Linked DNA regions of Mus musculus: region 1 is linked to region 2. Evidence: chromatin contacts called from public Hi-C data. All regions are on one chromosome and are shown on one strand. Each heading gives the region's core, a stretch centred on a gene start, on an enhancer-like site or on the middle of the called end of the contact. The rest is flanking DNA. Distances are from core to core; before and after follow the strand shown.

Region 1 (2,700 bases), core at 153-2,652, 160 kb after region 2:
GTGACCTGCCCAAATTAGAATCCAGCTCAAGGGGAAACTCCAAAGCCCGACACTATTACTGATGCTATGTCATAATAATGTGCTTACAGACAGCAGCCTAGCATGGCTGTCCTCCGAGAAACCCAACAAGCAGCTGAAAGAGTCAGATGCAGATACTTACACCCAACCAATGGACAGAAACTGAGGACCCCTGTGGTTGAATTAGGGAAAAGCTGGAAGAAGCTGAGGAGGAAGGCGACCCTATAGGGAGACCAGCAGTCTCACCTAACCTTGTCCCCATGATCTCTCAGATACTAAACCACCAACCAGGCAGCATACACCAACTGATATAAGGCCCCCAACACATATACAGCACAGGAAGCACAGGACTGCCTGGTCTGGCCTCAATGAGAGAAGATGCATCTAACCCCCAAGAGACTTGAGGCCCCAGGGAGTGGGGAGGCCTAGCAGGGTGCGGATGGGTGGGGTGGAGACCTCCTCTTGGAGATGGGGGAGGAGGAATTGGATGAGGAACAGTCAGAGAGCAAACTGGGAGGGAGATAGCGACTGGACTATTAAAAGATTAATAATAATAATAATTTAAACAAAAAATAATAATAATGTTGTGGCTGGGGGGTCATCACATGAGAAACTGTGTTAAAGGGCCACAGCTTTAGGAAGGTTGAGAACCACTGTGTTTGGGGTGGAAGAGTGGGACACTTACACAGCTTGTCAGAGCCATCAATGAGGAAGATACAAACTACCACATGGTATTCAAGCCATTGAGGTCTGTGACAATTAACCAAAGCAAGACTGCAAATGAACAAAGGAGAGCTATAGCTACCCAGTTCTGGGTCAGGCTGATGCTCATTGTAGGAACAAAAAACAAAAACCCTCAGGTGTGAATGCTGTGTCATTTCTTGCTGGCTTCACAGCTACACAACACGAGGCCTTTGCTGTTCAGCCCCATGTCAGCTAATAGGGGCCCTGGAGGCAGTTTGCCCTGCTCAGCTAGAGGGAAAATCATCACACAGAAAAATCAGCTCCACCTGTCAGTTGTGGTTCCAAAGACAGGCAGCCCTTCCCTTCCCCTCTGCTAAGCGGCAAAGCCTCTCTAGTTGACATTTTTTTTGAGAGATGGATTGAGACTGACATTCTAAGCATGAGAGCAGGGGAAGTTACAGACCAAAAAATAATAATGATAAAGCAGACTCAGCCCTGGAAAAACACAAAGCACCATATGTCTACAAATAAATTAACAAGCCGGCGCTGGGAGACGTCTCAGTCAGTGAAGTGCCTGACTGCAAGTGTGGAGACAGGAACTCCAAAGGAACTCCAAAGGCACCGCGGAGGCAGGAGGATCCCCGGGGCTCACTGGTCAGCCAGTCTAGGGGAAGTAATAAGACTCATAGTTCAGTGAGCAACGATGTCTCGAGAAGTCAAGCAGAGAGGAGCAGCGGAAAACCCCAATGGCATCTATGTGCACAATATACTCACCTCTATAGACATATATACTCACTCCACCTGGACAGCACAGAAGAGCTGACCCTAGCAGTGGGGGCGCAGGTGAGCCAGCCTGAGGGGGGGGGGGAGCGTGGAAAAGCTGGCCCTGCCACTCATCTGTCTGCCACGAGGTGGTGTGTGTGCAAGGGTGACACTCCATGACGGCCCCTCACTACCTGCAGCAGTCAGGAGAGCTGGCCCTGTTCTTCCCAGGCTGAAGCACTTGGGAGACCAAGACCCTGCACCTGACAAGCAGGGCTCGTTGCATCCTTATTAGCTACCGCTGTGGAACTTACCCATTTACTTAAAACTGAGTGTCAGGGATGCCCAGAGGGCCACCTCAATGACAAACCTCTTTCTACCCCACTCTCCATTGGGAAGCATCATGAAGCAGTATAGCTTGTCTTTCTTCCTGAGGAGCAGGGCCCATAACTCCTCCCAGGACAGCCACTCCTGGAATGGCTCTTCACAAGGAACCCAGTACAACCTGGAAGGAGCTGCAACCCTCGGGGTTGATGGACTCACATTACCTGATGGTTACAAGTGCCCTCTAGAAACCAAGACTTCCAGAACCGTGAGACTTAACACTTTAGGGATCAGGAAAGCCCAATATGGTTGCTGAATGACAAGGAGCAGGCCACTCTTATGTCACCTTTTAGCTCCAGGCTTCATAGATCTACAGTGTGTCTCACCTGGGAATTTCTGTGTCTGTTTTCTTACCCCCCTACTCCACCTTTGGCCAGAGGCTCCTGGAGGACAAAGTCCATTTTTGCATGTTTCTGTGTATATACTAAGAGAAGTCCTATTGTCTGGCATAGAGGATGGGGGATGGGTGGAAGGAAATGTCACTTTCTTATGTATGGCTGTGATGTGTGTTTATTTGTACACAGGCACACATGTGTGCATTGCGTGTGCATGTGCATTTACATGTGCAACCTCGGGTATCATTTCTCAGATACTCTCTCCCCTTGTTTGTTTTGGGGATTTTTTGGTTGTTTAGTTGTTTGGGGGTTTTGTTGTGTTTTGTTTTGTTTTGTTTTGTTTTGTTTTGAGACAGGGTAGTTCACTGGAACTTGCCAAGTAGGTTAGACTAGTTAGACAATGAACCCCAGTGAGACAGAACCTTTTTCTGCCACCCCAATGCTGGTATTAGAAGCAAGAGCCACCAAGCCCTGCTTCTTTTCCCATGAGTTCTGGGGGTAAAATATAGTTCCTTGT
Region 2 (2,864 bases), core at 81-2,580:
GGTTTGTTGGTATGTGTCAAATGCTGAGAATAGCTGTAATCACCATCCGCAGAGTAATGAGCATGTAGACAGTATCACCAAGCAATGGCAACACGGGAAGATAGACACCCACCAATGTATGCATGATGTGGGTAAATCTAGGAAAGTGGATTTTCAAAAGAAGGGGCTAGGCTCAAAAATTATACACTGCAATTAAAATCTAGGGTGGGGAGATGGTTCAGTGGCCAAAGCACCCGAACAAATAAGATGGCAGTAGTTCTGGTCTCAAGTAAAGTTGGACATGATAGTGTGAGCATATACGGGGAGGTGGGAAGTGAGCACAGAAGAGCTCCTGAAAACTTATGGGCAGGTCTGGGGTATACAGCTGTGATCATCCAATGAGACCCTATTTTACGTAAGGTGGAAAACGGGGACTGCTAAAGGAACCCTCTCTCTCTCTCTCTCTCTCTCTCTCTCTCTCCCTCCCTCTCTCTCTCTCTCTCTCTCTCTCTCTCTCTGTCTCTCTCTCTCTCACACACACATACACACACACATAAACACACACATATACACACACACAGGCATCTACACATGCACTTACACTTGCAAACGCACATATCATATTGTGGTGCATGTATACCCACACACACAGAGAGACACAAGAAAAGTCTATCTAAAGTTGGTAGTAATCAAAATGAGGTTATTCTGTGATAAAATATGACGAAGTAACAGAAAAGATTTAAAAAATTATTTTCTATCTTATGCTATGTGATAACTTGAAACATCCATACATTTTAACAGATTGACAAATATAAGTGATCTTTAAGTATTTAATGTACGTGTGCTATGCACCAATTCAAAAATTAAAATTTGTTTATCTTACAAAGTTGGAAGCAATGACAAACCGCAAGAAAAATAAATTTCCATGTTTCTAACATGATCTTGGATTTGGGATGCTTAAAATAAAAGCCCTTGTGATTGATATATGTCCAATAATTGGTGAGATTAAGGGAAAAGGAGATTTGAATTTTGACCACAAAGAAAGGTTGTTTAGAAACCTGAAGAGCAGCGCATACACTGGAGCCCTGGCATGGAAAATTTCACAACGATTAGCTTCTTCAGAGCATGCTAACAGATTTCGGGGCAATGGGAATCATTTTTAAAATGTGAGGTTGCCCAACAGGCCCAATTCAGTGAGCCATTTACATAATTAATGTTTTACTCTGGAAATACACAGAGAAACTGGCACTCTGTTCTCTCTGAAAATGGGATCCAGCGGGTTCCAAAGGAAGCCAGAAAAATCTGGCTTGGGTGTACACATCAATATCTAATCCCAGATCAAGGGCAGGGCATTAGTAAGTACTCATCTTCCCTGTCAGCAGCAGCAGTATAGCTTGTGGGGATGCAGACCTGGCTTCCCTTATTACCATCGCTCACACCATCTTCAAGTATACCCAGACAGAATGCCTATGGGACATACACTAGTGATTAAAAATGTCTTATTCATCACTGTGAATGTCAGCCTTTCAGTTGAGACCAAGAAGCCCTGAATTCACAGGGGAAAGACGACACTGACATCCTCAGCTGGTAGTGGGCTGTTATGTCAATTCATTATTGTGGCACCTTGACCTCTGGGTGATGACTGACAGTACAGCTTTGGGATACTTATCTGGTAGGAACAAGCTAGACACTATTAAACCCTGCTTTAAATCATCTCTATGCAATATCTCACTCCTTTTGATGGCCACAGAAGACCAGGACGGAGCACTTGGGCAAGCCACAGAGGCAGGAGATACTTTACATAGACAGGGTCAGCAATTTAGTGATGTTGGAGTACCTGGCTCTAGTCTGGCACTGTTCTATCACTGGTTGTACTGTGGAGTACCATGCTACAACCTGTATCAGGACGGAAGGATTGACCATTTCAACTGCTTCTCTGAGTTAAAGATATTATGGATCCTTATCTCACAACTATAAAACCCTGATAAGAATGCAGGGTTGGTAGGAGAAAATGTAACTGATGATAGGAAACTTAACTAAGCAAATGAAGAAAGGCTGTACACTGATTACTTCTGTTGATGTATCTCTATTCCATCAGGATTTGGGATTTGGTCATAAAAAGAAAAAAATCTTCTATCTCCTTGAGTTTGGAAATCATGGTTAGGACTGGCCAGCTACAGAAACCAGTTCCTGTGGATGTCATGCATTGGTTGGCAGTAAGAATGAATAAACATGCACGTATTAAGGACAGAGTTGTAAGCTCACTACCATAGATCTGACCGTGCCATGCTTGTGCTAGTTAGCAGAGGTGGCCAGAAGGCAGGATTGAAGGATAGATCCAATCCCTCTCTGAAATGCTACAGATGATGGCAGCCCTATCTGAGAGGAAGATCTATGGCAGAGTCAGGTTTGGGTGATGCAATATGAGTTTGTGCTTAGGTGTGTTGAATTTCAGAAGCCTAGACAAAGCACTCAAAGACAAAGCAATCCTCCTCAAATAAGACCTTCAGAGTCCTGGACAACAGGAATCTTGCAACACTATGCACCCAAGAAAGGACAGGAAAAAGAAAGAAATCAAAGGTAGATTAAAATCAAGTAAGACAAAGTGGCCATAGACAATTATATTCTCGGGATAGAATCTAGTACACTTTTAACACTGTAACAAACTTATTTTATGGTTTTAAAAAAATACTGAAGAAAGTAAGTGGATGCATGTGTCCCCTGTGGCCTGCCTTGGTCTACAGTCTCCAAGTTCAGCCTTTCCATTAGACTAACAACTTCTGAATTCTCCAGGCATTTACTCTTTCCAAAGTGTTTTTCTGTCTCTGGTCTTGCAGAAGCATAAAAATACCACCTCCTCTTTATAGTAAGACTAAGCTGAGACT

The links. A called contact is a pair of places that touch in the nucleus more often than the background predicts.
Region 1: a Hi-C map of rod photoreceptor shows a contact between it and region 2, with 3 times the contacts expected there. The contact joins two enhancer-like sites. A contact is called at or near these places in 1 of 39 promoter capture datasets (embryonic stem cells), 3 of 15 datasets of contacts at CTCF or cohesin (embryonic stem cells, large pre-B cells and pro-B cells), 54 of 484 Hi-C or Micro-C datasets (the AtT-20 cell line, B cells, the HL-1 cell line and 15 more) and 6 of 115 datasets of contacts at active chromatin or transcription factors (embryonic stem cells, large pre-B cells and vascular smooth muscle cells).

Annotation. Positions count from the first base shown.
Region 1 is chr12:16,505,994-16,508,693 of GRCm38.p6, forward strand. No RefSeq gene overlaps it. Among named protein-coding and RNA genes, the nearest start is that of Lpin1, 82 kb to the right of the region's middle. Within about 2 kb of position 1,403, at least 11 of the 459 cell types and tissues checked have an H3K27ac peak or open chromatin away from gene starts, as enhancers often do. A contact at or near this core is called in rod photoreceptor, where this site is marked.
Region 2 is chr12:16,346,126-16,348,989 of GRCm38.p6, forward strand. No RefSeq gene overlaps it. Among named protein-coding and RNA genes, the nearest start is that of Gm36372, 120 kb to the left of the region's middle. Within about 2 kb of position 1,331, at least 2 of the 459 cell types and tissues checked have an H3K27ac peak or open chromatin away from gene starts, as enhancers often do. A contact at or near this core is called in rod photoreceptor, where this site is marked.